Linked DNA regions of Pan troglodytes: region 2 is linked to region 1. The links are chromatin contacts, called in public HiChIP or PLAC-seq maps. All regions are on one chromosome and are shown on one strand. The core of a region is the stretch at or near the end of the contact, and the rest is flanking DNA. Distances in the headings are between cores, read along the strand shown. Region 1 holds the start of ATRIP (ATR interacting protein). Region 2 holds the start of PFKFB4 (6-phosphofructo-2-kinase/fructose-2,6-biphosphatase 4).

Evidence for each region. HiChIP or PLAC-seq counts read pairs in DNA pulled down with a chosen protein or histone mark.
Region 2: an H3K4me3 HiChIP or PLAC-seq map of stem cell-derived excitatory neurons shows a contact between it and region 1, with 3 times the contacts expected there. The contact joins the promoter of PFKFB4 here to the promoter of ATRIP in region 1. A contact is called at or near these places in 1 of 7 Hi-C or Micro-C datasets (stem cell-derived neural progenitor cells) and 1 of 1 datasets of contacts at active chromatin or transcription factors (stem cell-derived excitatory neurons).

The regions. Positions count from the first base shown.
Region 1 is chr2:52,471,565-52,478,470 of NHGRI_mPanTro3-v2.0_pri, reverse strand. It overlaps ATRIP (ATR interacting protein), which reads right to left and starts at 2,762. Exons shown (of 12, transcript XM_063805739.1): 1 at 2,662-2,762. It overlaps TMA7 (translation machinery associated 7 homolog), which reads right to left. Exons shown (of 4, transcript XR_002943114.3): 4 at 5,406-5,604.
Region 2 is chr2:52,582,016-52,588,921 of NHGRI_mPanTro3-v2.0_pri, reverse strand. PFKFB4 (6-phosphofructo-2-kinase/fructose-2,6-biphosphatase 4) reads left to right here and starts at 3,200. Exons shown (of 15, transcript XR_010155191.1): 1 at 3,200-3,411. UCN2 (urocortin 2) reads left to right here. Exons shown (of 1, transcript XM_054681834.1): 1 at 1-1,777.

The sequences.
Region 1 (6,906 bases), core at 1,513-4,012:
CATGGTTCAAACTCATAAATGATCCTTCTTTTTTTTTTTTTTTTTTTTTTGAGACAGAGTCTCGCTCTGTTGCCCAGGCTGGAGAGCAGTGGCGTGATCTCGGCTCACTGCAACCTCCACCTCCCAGATTCAAGCGATTCTTGTGCCTCACCCTCCTAGGTAGCTGGAATTACAGGCGTGTGCTACCATGCCCGGCTAATTTTTATATTTTTAGTAGAGACGGGGTTTCACCATATTGGCCAGCCTGGTCTCAAACTCCTGGCCTCAAGTGATCAGCCCACCTTGGCCTCCCAAAGTGCTGGGATTACAGGCATGAGCCACCACACCCGGCTGAAACTCATAAATGATCCTTCTAAAACAACAGATCCTATTATTCTTTCCCTATCCTTCATCCAATTCCAAGAGTCTCATCTAAAGCCTGAGGAGATCTCATTGGCCAGAACTCAATGATCTATTTATTATTCAGTAATAGTTACTGACCATATGCAATACGCCAGGCATGTTAGGCTCTACAGGTACAATAGTGAGCAAAATTGATACTTCCTTACACTCACAGAGCTTAAAAGACATTCAACAAATAATCACACAGATAAATGTAAAATTACAACTGTGATTAAGAACTGCAGAAGAGAACAAATACAGGAAAGCCTATAATATGACAGCAATCTGACTTAAGTGGGATGATTGGAACATTTCCCTAGGGAAGACTTGAAGGAGCTGAGAGCTGAAGGACAAGTAGGAATTAACCAGATGAGTGGAAATGAATGAATGAAAAGTATACTCAATGTACAAAGACAGAACAATGTATAAAGTTCCTGTATTGTAAAGAAGCAGAGAGAATTCAAAGAATGTTAGTGCAGCCAGGACCCAGAGAGTGAGAAAGGGCCAAACCAGGCTGGGCCTTGCAGGCCATGTTAAGGATTTTGGTCTTCACACTAGAAGAAATAAGAAATTATTAAAGGGCTTTCATTAGGGGTGTTCATGGCTGGGTGCGGGTGGCTCATGCCTGTAATCTCAGCACTTTGGGAGACCAAGGCGGGTGGATCACCTGAGGTCAGCAGTTTGAGACCAGCCTGGCCAACATGGCGAAACCCCGTCTCTACTAAAAATACAAAAATTAGCCAGGCATGGTGGCGGGCACAAGTAATCCCAGCTACTTGGGAGGCTGAGGCTACTCGGGAGGTTGAGGCAAGAGAATCTCTTGAACCTGGGAGGTAGAGGCTGTGGTGAGCCAAGATGGCACCACTGCACTTCAGCCTGGGTGACAGAGTGAGACTCCGTCAAAAAAAAAAAAAAAAAAGGTGTTCACGTATATCTGTGTAAGACACAGCCAGATTTGAGTTTTGAAAAGATCACTCAGAATGTGATGTGAAGCCTCACTTGTAGGGAGTCAAGACTGGAAATGGGAAACCAATTTAGCAGACCATTGTTCAAGGGAGGACTCATGGTAACACAGATCAGGCAGTTGGTAGAAGCAATGTGAATAGGATAGATTCCAGAGAAGGATTAAGAAGGTAAGCTTGACAGGCTTTCCAAATAAATTAGATGTAGAGTCAAGGAAAGGGGAAGAGTCCCTTTGTGCCACTGGATGGAGAGTCGTGCTAGTTACTTCCTTGTGGAACATCTGGTCATCATTCTCTGAATGTCTGCTTTGCCGGCACCATGCTAGAAGTGCTGGAGGAGGACTGGGTTTCCAGGAAATGATCGTGTTGAGTTTAAGGTGCCTTGAGACACCCAAGTACAGATGCAAGGTGCACTCAAAACATTTCTCTTTCTGGGAGTCCTCAAGACTTCACTCACTCCTCAACTAGAATGTAAGCTCCATGAAGGACAGTTTTTGTATTTTGTTCATTGTAAGGTCAGCTGCAGTTCCTCACGTTTGGGCACCTAGCACAGTTTACTGGTTGTATAAAAGAATAAATTTATTTCATCTCTTGCCTGTGTCAGGCTCCTCCCATGCTCACACTGCCCAAGGGAGACAGTGGGCTTCATAAGATCTAAAGCCGCTCAAACTTGTCACAAGAATGGGTCCCCATGCATGGGTAGTGATGGTTCTGATGGTGGTGGTAGGTGTGTTCCAAGGATCTCTGCTTAGAACCAAGAACCAAGTGGCCTAAACTTTAGAAAATAAAGTAAAATGTCAACTTAGCCTTCTGTGTTTCAAATCGGCTGTTTGACCTGGCTAATGCATTTCCCCCTAAATTCAAAGGACCTTCTGGAAGACAACCGCTGCTTAAATCAGGGTGTTCCCATATTTTAAAAAGGCGAAAAGGCAGTGCTGGCCGCGAGGTTCCGAAGCCACAGCCATCAAGGGGATCTGGCGCGGTTGACAACTCCCTCCGAGCAAAAGGCCGCGAGGAGCACTCACTGGACACGTCCCGAGCCGCGGCCGGACATTGGCTCAGGGCCTGTGACGCGAGGGTGTCAAGCTCCTCCAGGTCGTCGGCAGTGAAGTCCCCATGCGCGCCGAACGGGTCGTCAGGGTCCGGGGCAGCGGCTGCGGAGAAGCCCCGGGCCCGCTTGCTCGGGGGGTGCCCGGTGCCCGGCGGCGGGCGGGGGCGAGGCGCCGGGGGCTCGCTCCGCCTCTTGCTGCCTGGCGCGGAGGTCCCCGCCATGCTTTCCGCTCACCCCAAGTATCCGACAGCGCCGAGTTAGACTTGCCTGCCGCCAGGCCGAAGAACTAGACCAACCGTCCGCGCGCCGCCGCTTGCCTCCGCAGCGAGTGCCCCGCCCCCGGCCCAGGGGCCAATCAGCTGGCAGGCGGAGGGCGCGGAGGAATGACGAACGTCCGAGCGCGCCGCCACACCCGGCCCCGCCCGGTGTTTAGAGGTCCACGGGCGGGACTCGGCAGGTTTGCTGCAAGGACTCGGTGCGGCGCGACCCGTTACCGGAGAGGCGGGCCGGAGGCGCACCAGCTCCGCCGCGCTGGTGGCTTTGCGCTCCCTCCCTGGCACTCCGTGGAGGAGGGCCGCGCAGGAGCAGCCTGCCCTAGCATTCACGCGTGTTGCGTTTGAGTCGAGCCAGGCATCATTCAGGGATGTGGTCTCCGTGACCTCGCTTTCCTTCTGCCGCCAGACCCACCTCCCACAAACCCCTAGGCTTTCTTGAGGAGAGTGGAATTTGTTGGGTGAGGAGTATGAATAGAGCTGTCGTGTGCAGACATCTTCGGGTTTAGTGAATGTTTCACATGTGTACATTTGAGGTAGGCCCAGGGAGGAGGAAAGTCCAAGGAGGAATGATGTTTGGAGCTGTTCTTGTGTGGGAGGGGGTGGGAGCTGCTCAGGCTGTTAACATCCATTCCTCTGAGTGCTGGACTGTTTTTTTTCCTAAGCTCTGGTTGTATAGAATAGGGCTCAGGAGGTCAAGGAAGTCCCCCTGTAAATGGCACCTGGGCTGTCCTACAAGTTGAGTCAAGTTAGCAGGATAGAGGGGTAGGAGGCTGACACATAAGACTAACACGAGAATTCTACATTGAAAGGGAGGCCACACAAAGGCCAGGTAACAGTTACCTGTGGCGAACAGAGGTAAAGCTTCACAAAGGAGCAGCAATTTGAGGTGGGCTTGCGTGCCTGACAGATTTTATTGGGCAGCTGTGGTGTGCAGAAGTTAGCCGCAATAGAGAATTTGGCAATGGAGAGTAACAGGAGCAAGACTCTTTCAGCCTTACCTGCTCAGTGCCAAACTTCACCTGTGAGTGTCCTGGGAATATTTGTGAAAGCATTAAATGAAAAGAGTAAATGAAAAAGAGAGTGCTATCAGGGCCTGTAATGTCTAAGGAGTTTAAAATTTTTTGGAGCAACTGGTAGTCTCCGTCAGATAGCTTCCCAAGTGTTGCATGCTTAATTGCTGCAGGACTCTGGTCCTGGAAAGAGACAGGACTGTTCATTTGTTAAAGAGGGATAGGTTCCACCAAGCACCTTGCTTTCAGGAAGTGTGAATCACTGGTGCTCAGGTTTGTTTTAGCAGCATACGGCTGGGTGCCAGCTAGCAAGGCCCCATAGGGAATGCCTGAAGCCTACTGAAGGGTGCTACTGGCTGTGCAACTTTCTGGAGAGGACCAACACAGGCTTCCCCCTGCCCCCTCTCCCGCGTTAATATCTAGTACATTAATCATGAAAGTTTTCAATATTCTAAAACCTAGTTTTGATTTAGCAGTCTCATAATGGTTCCAGAGCTCTCTTTGAAAATATTCTGAGAGAAAGCTGAGCATTATTAACATAATTGTATTAAGGGCCTGGGAGGGAAATCCAAATACTTGTGCTTCTGAATTAATTTTTTTTTTTTAAATACAGGGTCTTGTTCTGTCTCCCAGGCTGGAGTGCAGTGGTGTGATCTTGGCTCACTGCAGCCTCGAACTCCTGGGCTCAAGTGATCCTCCCACCTCAGCCTCCCAAATGGCTGGGACTACAGAAGTGCACCATCACACCAAGCTAAGCGTTTAAAAACATTTAGCACACATTATGGATGGTCTCTGTCTTTGCATTTAGTGAGGGGCAAGCGGTAGGTATGCCTGGGACTCCAGTCCTGGGCAGCAGGAGGTAGAGTGAGCCCCCATTTTGCCTCACCCCCAACCCCTTGCCTGGCACTGGCACCCCCTCCATCCACCAGCAAGTGGGCTGGGGCTTCCCGCAGCTGCTGCCCTGGACCTGTTTGGTGCGCATGGGGACTTCACTGCTAGCAACTTGAAGGATCATGTAATTTGCCCTGCCCTGCCTCTTCCACAGGAACTGTTCCCTGTTACATACCCCAGTGCCTGCATATAGCAGACGCCTTACATGAACAGATGAACAAGTCTCATCAAAATATACGGCAATTTGGATGTGACAACATAAAGATGGGTTTTCTTTTAAAAGCAAATTCTGGTCAGGCACAGTGGCTCATGCCTGTAATCCCAGCACTTTGGGAGGCTGAAGCAGGCAGATCACTTGAGGTCAGGAGTTGAGGCAGATCACTTGAGACCAGCCTGGCCAACATGGTGAAACCCCTCTCTACTAAAAATACAAAAAATTAGCTAGGCATGGTGGCGGGTGCCTGTAACCACAGCTACTTGGGAGGCCAAAGCAGGAGAATAGTTTGAACCCGGGAGGTGGAGGTTGCATTGAGCAGAGATCATGCCACTGCACTCCAGCCTGGGTGAGAGTGAGACTCCACCCCCTCCCCCACCAAAAAAAAGTGCAAATTCTTCCACTAAACTCATGTAAGGTATTCTGTCAGGTATACAACCACACAAGAACGCCATCCTTTCAAATGAGTTGGTTTAATTTCAGGTGATACAAAGTTTAGGGTAGAACAAGGACCAAAGAACAGACTCTGGCAAGATTCTGAGCTGGTTTTACTTTAAATTCACAGTTATGGTAGGAATGACTTAGTGAAAACAACTAAAGAGATGATGAGCCACTGTAAGATTTTTTTTTTTTTTTTTTACAAAAGTTTATTCTTAAATGTACAACAGCTCCAAGACAACACTTAATTCCAGCTATACGTGGCAAAAGATGTTATGGCAGGGAATAGAGAGGTTTAAATACAGATGAAATAAAGGGTCACCATCTCCTCAGGCACAAGGAACAGCTTACTTTTTGCCAGATTTCTTAATTCCACCTGTGGCTGCAAAAGAAAAATAGTCACAATTAGGGAAAAATATAGTTCTTACGGTAGAAGCCCCACGGGCCTGCTGTGGACCTTAGTAAAGCCTGGCTTTTGTATTGGGCATTCACTTTAACACAAGCATGGATAGCAGCTTCACTGATACTGTCTGTTCTAGGTAAAGGTAAAATGAGGATGAGACGGAGTACAAGCAGTGGCTGGCTGTGCACTGGTCTAGATCTACACTTCTGTATACTTCACAGATTGGCTTATTTAATCCTCATGCCATATCAACCCATTTTACAGAAAAAGAAGTCCTTTTTTTTTTTTTTTGAGATGGAGTCTTGCTCTGTCGCCCAGGCTGCAGTGCAGTGGCACGATCTCGGCTCACTGCAACCTCCGCCTCCCAGGTTGAAGCAATTCTCCTGTCTCAGCCTTCCGAGCAGCTGGGACCACAAGCCCTGGCTAATTTTTGTATTTTTAGTGGAGACGGGGCTTCACCATATTGGTCAGGCTGGTCTCGAACTCCTGACCTCAGGTGATCTGCCTGACTCAGATTCCCAAAATGATGGGATTACAGGTGTGAGCCACCGACCCCAGCCTTTTTTTTTTTTTTGGGAGATGGAGTCTTGCTTTGTCACCTAGGCTGGACTGCGGTGGTGCAATTTTGGCTCACTGCAGCCTCCGCCTCCCAGGTTCAAGCGATTCTTCATGCATGAGCCTTCCGAGTAGCTGGGACTAAAGGCGCATGCCACCATACCCAGCTAATTTTTGTATTTTTAGTAGAGATGGGGTTTCACCATGTTGGCCAGGCAGGTCTCGAACTCCAGACCTCAAGTGGTCCACCCACCTCAGCCTCCCAAAGTGCTGGGATTACAGTCTTGAGCCACCATGCCCAGCCAAAAAAGAAGTCTTATTGTTAGGTGTTGTTCAAGTATGTGACAAGCCAGGATCCCAACCTGAGTCGTCTGACTTCAAAGTCCACATTCTTAACTGCCATGTTACACTACCTTCCATATTATGATCCCGGCACCTGGTATACTCTGTCAATTTACAAATGACCATATATGTGGAACGCAGTAGGCGATTTAAGAAACAGCATAGGATTGGGCCAGGCGCAGTGGCTCACGCCTGTAATCCCAGCACTTTGGGAGGTGGAGGCAGGTGGATCACGAGGTCAGGAGATCGAGACCATCCTGGCCAACATGGTGAAACCTCGTCTCTACTAAAAATACAAAAATTAGCCGGGCATGGTGGTGTGCGCCTGTAATCCCAGCTACTCAGGAGGCTGAGGCAGGAGAATCACTTGAACCTGGGAGGCAG
Region 2 (6,906 bases), core at 1,951-4,450, 110 kb before region 1:
TTTGTGGGCCAGATGTGGTGGCTAACGGCTATAAACCCAGGGCTTTGGGAGGTTGAGGCGGGAGGATCGCTTGAGGCCAGGAGTTCAAGGCTGCAGTGAGCCATGATTGCACTATGTGCTCCAGGCTGGGTAACAGGAGCGAGACTGTGTGTGTGTGTGTGTGTGTGTGTGTGTGTGTGTGTGTGTGTGTGGTGGGATGGTTTGGCAGTTCTGTCAGGGCTGGCCAGTAGATACAGGGACTGGGAAGAGTTTGAGCTTTGAGAACTGGCCACCACATGGCTTCTAGGCTGGGACACTGGGAGGAAATCCAGTGGTCAGTGCAGAGGGCACCCTGGGAGCCAACCAGGGTCAGGCCAGCCAGGTTCATGGTGGGCAGAGGCTGAGCAGAACATGTTCACACATGTGTGTACAGACATCCCAGCATACTTCCCACGCCTGGGACAGAACAGCTGGCTCACTTTGGGATATACTGAGGAGGAAAAAGCCATGAGGGCCAGGGATTCTACCGGGCATCCGCTGATGCTGAGAGAGCAGACACTGGGACAGCATCTCCATGGAGAGGACACGGGGGAGTGGGAGCACACATGTGAAGGTGGACTGTGCGATTCCACTGTAGTGTGGCAGGCAAGGTCTGGAAGGCTGGGGGTTGAGCTGAGTCCATGCTGCACTGTGGACTCGCTTTGTGATCTTGGACCCTTCTCCCTCTTCCTGACCCTCAGTTTCCCACCTGACAAACAGGGCCATGGGAGGGGAGATGGAGAATATCCTCAGAGCAGATGTGGACGGTGGCCTTCGGGGGGAACCCCAGGCATCTCCTGATGTTGACCTGTGGCCTTCCAGCTGGACATAGGGCCTTGAAGGAGGGTGCCTGGGTCAGCCACGGGTAGACTTTCTGGGGAAGAGAGGAAGGTGCAGAGCTGTTGCATTTCCTGGGAACCAGGCTCATCCTCGTGTGAGGATGCCTTCCCAGAGATAGCCCTGGCCCCCTGCCCAGGCCAGCTGTCCTCTACCCCCAGCCCTTGATTAGCATCCCAGGAGGTCTGGGAAGAGAATGGACAGGCCGGAGGAGGTGCTGGGTGTCTGTAGATATCAGAGGAGATAGCTTTTGCAATGAGTGCTGCGGGATAGACAGGGTGTGGGCATGTGGTAATGAGGTCTCAGAGGCCACGGTGGCCCCAAGATGGCCTTGGCAGTGGCCAGAAGACAAGAGGGCTGGCTGTGTCACGAACAGAATGAGTGGCTTTGGAGAAGTAGGGAGCAGGTCACGAGGGGCACCCAGCTCATCAGGAGCCGCCCATGGATGTGCTCAGATCTGCTGGGACTGGGGTGGAGGAATAAGCGGGTAGATACCGCAAAAGGAGGATGAGGAAGGAGGAAGTTGTTGACCCTGCCTGGGGCAGGGTGTTCCCAGGGCAAGCAGCTAGAGCTGGTTTGGGGGAGGGTCCAGATGGGCTTCCAGCATGTGGACCTTCGGAATCTTCAGTTCCTATGAAGTGGGCAAGACATCTGTGTCAGTCATCTTAAGGGTCCTTGCCAAGCTTTAAAGAGCTGGGTGGACTTGGACTGATCCAAGGCAGGGCTGTGGCAGGGAGGGCATGGGAGTGGGTGCTACACCTATAGCCCACGAGGCCAGTCTTGTTGCCAGTCCCATGCCCTCAACACCTGGCTCCTGGCTGGGTACACACTGGGCAGAGAGAACCTGAGGATGCAGGGCACCTGCCAGGGGTGTTGTGGATGACATCGCTAGAGGGCAGTGTGGCTCAGGTTGAAGCCGTGTTGGTGGGGGCTGGGGCAGAGAGTGTACAAAGCTTGGAGAGGCGGGGCTGGGGATCCCGAGGAGGCGGGAAACTGCAGGAGTCCGGTGGGGGCCAAACAAGAAAGTGAGCCAGGGGTTTACGAACTTCTGGATCTCTCCCTTGTTCCTTGTCCCCAGTGCATTTTCAAAGACAAGAGGGAGATACAAATATAGTAAAAGGCAACCATAACGTATTTTAAAATGAATTTCTTAGAGATTGACATACTTAATTTATACTGTAATACTGTAAGATAGACAATGTGCACATCCCATTTTCCTGATGAAGAGAAAATGTTATTAACATATTATTTTCAAAAAATATGTAAAACTTTAGTTAAAAAAACCAAAATACTAACAAAAACAAAAAAAAATTGTAAAAAATGAAATTCTGGAAAGACAATTAAGATACTCCCAGGGCTCAGTGAGTACCCAAAGTACTTGGTTACTAAGTGCCACGCACGGCCGGGCGCGGTGGCTCACGCCTGTAATCCCAGCACTTTGGAAGGCTGAGGAGGGCGTATCACCTGAGGTCAGGAGTTCGAGACCAGCCCGGCCAACGTGGTGAAATCCCGCCTCTACTAAAAATACAAAAATTAGCAGGGCGTGGTGGTGGGCGCCTGTAATCCCAGCTACTTGGGAACCTGAGGCAGGAGCAGCCCTTGAACCCGGGAGGCGGAGGTTGCAGTGAGCCAAGATAGCGCCATTGCACTCCAGCCTGGGCAACAGGAGCGAAACTCCGTCTCAAAAAAAAAAAGTCCCACGCATGTGCTCCCAGCAGCCAAAGCAAAGAAAGAGGAACAATATTGAAATGTGTTTTGAGTCTCTATCCATGAGGTAAAAGAGCTTTTCCAGCGTGGTTGAGCATGCTCCTATGGACGGCGGAAGAGTCCCGGGGCTCGGAGCAGTCAAGGGGGACCCCGAGCAGGGGCAGGAGGGCGCAGCGGAGTTGACGGCTGGGACTGCAGGCCTACTGGCCCCTGTCGGCTCTGACCAACCTGGCCGTGCGGGTCACGTAGGCCTCGTCCCACTGCATGAAAACCCCTCCCTCCTGGGGGCCCTGGGCTCCCTAGCAAGGAGGTAGCAGAATTCACGCGTGCCGCTGCTCAGGGATGCAGCGCCAGGGCGGAGCCCGTCGGTGGGGCCTATGCAAATCAGCGCGGGCAGGTTGGGAGCGCTGAGTTTGCGCATCCGGGGCGGGCCTGCACAATCCGGGCCTTGAACTGGGGCGGGGCCAGTGCAATCCGGAGTTGAGCATGCGCATTCTCGATCCTGGCCTGAAGAACTGGGCCCACTTGTTCCAAAACGGGCGGGTAGGTGAGTTGGGCATGCGTGGTCGGAGGCCGGGCCCCTTTCAGCTGGGGCGGAGCCTACTCACTCTGGGGCGGGACCTGCGGGAAGATAGACATGGGCTGTCGCGGCTTGAGGAGGGGCGGGGCCCAAGGGGCGGGACCTCGGGTGGCCCGAGGTGGCCCGGCTGCTGGGTTGGAAGCGGCGCAGTCCGACTCATCCCGGCCCCGGGATGGCGTCCCCACGGGAATTGACACAGAACCCCCTGAAGAAGATCTGGATGCCATACAGCAATGGGCGGCCCGCTCTGCACGCTTGCCAGCGCGGTGGTGAGGCGGGGTCCTCTGGGAGGAGGTGGGAGGTGCACCGGGATGGGTGGGTAGGGCGGCCTGGGCGGGGGTCTCGCATGGAGAAGGGGCGGGAGACAGATGGGGAACCGGGGACAGGTGAGGTTGCCGTGACTGGGGAGGCTGCTGGGGACAGGTGAGGCGGTCGTGACAGTGGTGGGCCAGAGACAGGTGTGGCAGAGCAGGGGGCGGGGACAGGTGTGTGGGGGCATATCGGCTTGGCGGTGGCTAGGTCTGGCCACCATCACCTCGGGGAGGGCTCTAGCCCCCTTGCTTCCCTCTCCAATCCCCATCGCCCCCAGCCTGGGGAGGACCCTGTGGGCACCCCAGGCCCTTCCCTCTCTCCTGGCCAAGGAGTGTGGGCCGGGTTGTTGGACTGGAACTGAGCTGTGTGGCCCTAGGTGAATTACTTGGCCTCTCTGAGCCCAGAACTTTCAAAGGTGGGCTAGTTTTCCAACAGGAGGAAGGGTGCCTCTTGGCCTTAAAGCTGAGCTTGGGCAGGAACTTCAGCAGAGATGTGCTCAGGATAGAGACAGAAAAGTATGCCGTGTGGGCCTGTGTCTGTGTCCCGGGACATGTAAGTATCCACCTGGGGTCATGGGTGTACAGTAAAACTGGAGAGTGAAACAGCTAGGAGAATGCTGAAATTCATGGAATTGTTAAGGGGCTCACCTCTCCTAGGGTCCCAGGTGTTTAAACCGCTTCCTTGAGTTTCTGCCTGTCCTTAAATGAGCTGGCAGTTTTTTTTTTTTTTTAAGAGATGAGTCTCGCTCAGTGGCCCAAGCTGGAGCAAGTGCAGTGGCGTGATCATAGTTCACTGCAGCCACGACCTTCTGGGCTCAAGCAATCCTCCCACCTCAACCTCCCGATTAGCTGGGATTATAGGTGCGCCACCACACCCAGCTTTTTTTTTTTCTTTTTTCTTTTTTTTGTAGAGACAGGGTCTTGCTATGTTGTCTGGGCTGGTCTCCAACTCATAGCTTCAAGTGGATCCTCTGGCCTTGGCCTTCTGAAGTGTTGAGATTACAGGCGTGGGTCCTGGCCTGCAACTTTTTTATTACCAGGAAAAGAAAGATTTGTTTTAGGAGTAACTGAAACATTGTAATGAATTTGCAGCTTGTCCAGGACCTCAGAGAACATCTAGTTTAACAGACAGTGAAATGGAGATCAGGAGATTGAGTGACATGCCTGGGTCTCCCTGTGATCCTGCCTCTGCTTATGTATGATAAGCAAGGGGAGAGTTCTTTGTGCTCATCCTGCTGCAGCAGCCTGGAGCCATGGCTTTGATCATGATATGAGTCCTGGGGGAAGGGTGTGTGTATTTCTGGCCACACTGTGAGTCCTGGCAGGGGAAGGCCATGTTTCTGACCAGACCAAGTCGTGGTAACTCATGGCTTTGATTGTGATGTAGGTCCTGGTGGGGCTGTGGCTGTCTATAATGCACACTCAGTCCTGAGGGCTATGGCTACCCCTCCTTTGAGACTCTTCTGGAGGCGGGGAGGCTGAGCCAGTCTGTGTTATTAGGGCTGTGTGGTCCTGACTTAGGGGGGTGGCTGCTATTACTACATAGGGGAAAGGAGTGAGGACCTGGACTTTTTTTTTTTTTTTTTTTTTGAGACGGAGTTTCACTCTTGTTGCCCAGGTTGTAGTGCAGTGGTCCTATCTCAGCTCACTGCAACCTCTACTTCCTGGGTTCAAGCAATTCTCCTGCCTCAGCCTTCCAAGTTGCTGGGATTACAGGTATGCGCCACCATGGCCGGCTAATTTTGTATTTTTAGTAGGATGGAGTTTCACCATGTTGGCCAGGCTCGTCTTGAATTCGTTATCTCTAATGATCTGCCCCCCTTGGCCTCCCAAAGTGTTGGGATTACAGGCATGAGCTGCCATGCCTAGCCAAGTCTGTGAGCCTTTAAGGAGTAGGTCCTCAATAAGCAGAGGCAGGGTATTCTGTCATCACTACCATTCTTTCTTTGCTTCTCACTACGTCTGAGTCAGGGATTGATGCATCAGCTCCAAGCCAACCCCCGTTACAGGTGAGAGGAAGCTGAGGCCCAATGGGAAGGTCTCATAGCTCCTGAGGCAGAGCTTGTGTTTCTCCAGGCTCTAAGTGTGGAACTGAAATGTGGCTCTGGCCTGAGCTGAGGGGCTCGTGCCATCACGGTGTCTCAGGGTGTTGGGGTAGGCTGGGTTCTAGGTCCGCACTTTTTCCTGGAGGAGGAGGTAGCACCTGAGAGGCCAAAGATGAGACCTGCAGGTTGTTTGGGGATTTGGGCCTCAGGGTTCACAGCAGGGAGTGGGTAAGCAGTGAATGAACATGGAACCCGCCCATGCAGCACCTCCAGCTCCCAGTGCCTGCATTTGGGCAACACTTTACCCTTTGCACAGTAGACTTGTAGGTTGAGTGACTGCAAGGACAGTCTGGACCCGGAGGGTGTGGGTGGGGATGGAAGCGGATTTGGTCCCAGGGCTTTGTGGGCAGGAAGAAGCAGGACCCACTGCTGGTCTGTGCTTTGTACTGGGTTTTCTCTGGAGTCTAGTCCCCAGCTCCTCAGGGCACTAGGGGCTGGTGGACTGAGGGATGTACTGCACCTCCTCCACTCCCACAGGCACGCCCCCACTTGATAAAATTTAAAGCCACACCTGAGGGCTTGGGAGGCTTTTACCTTTCCCATCATTGGCCTCCGAGCTCAGACCTGGAGGAACTCTGAGGGCAGGTGGGGCAAGAGCTGACTCAGGAAGGACTGCAGAAAGGACGGTGTTTGATGGCTTTTCTCAGCTGAAAGGTGGCAAAACTCTTCCTGGGTAAGGACATGACTGGTGTGTGCACAGGGCAACAGGAGAGATGACTTTCAGTCCCCTCTGAAAAGGGCCTCCATGGCACGTTACTTTATTTTAAAGAGCTCTTCCTTCCCCAGCCTGGCCTAAGGAGGTGAGAGCAGTTGCAGTTCAGGAGTCAATTCTGGCACCCCCTCCAGGGACCTGTGGCTGCTCCTTGGGTAGAAGTAATGGAACATAGACACTGCCCATTGCCAGGCACGTCTCAGGCCCCTTGGGCCCCTTTGCTCCTAGAGCTCATGGGGCCTGCAGCGAATTTACAGGAAAGGAACCCATGAGGGAAGTTGGGCTGACATGTCTTCACATTTCCTTCCGCACATGCTCAATGTTATAAACAGTGTGTTCTTTTTTTTTTTGGAGACAGTCTTGCTTTGTCCCCCAGGCTGGAGTGCAGTGGCACAATCTTGGCTCACTGCAACCTCTGCCTCCTGTGTTAAAGCAATTCTCCTGTCTCAGCCTCCCAAGTAGCTGGGATTACAGGTGTGCACCACCACACCCGGCTAATTTTTGTATTTTTAGTAGAGACAGGGTTTCACCATGTTGGCCAAGCTGGTCTCGAACTCCTGACCTCAGGTGATCTGCCCGCCTCGGCCTCCCAAAGTGCTGGGATTACAGGCATGTGCCATCACGCCCAGCTATAAA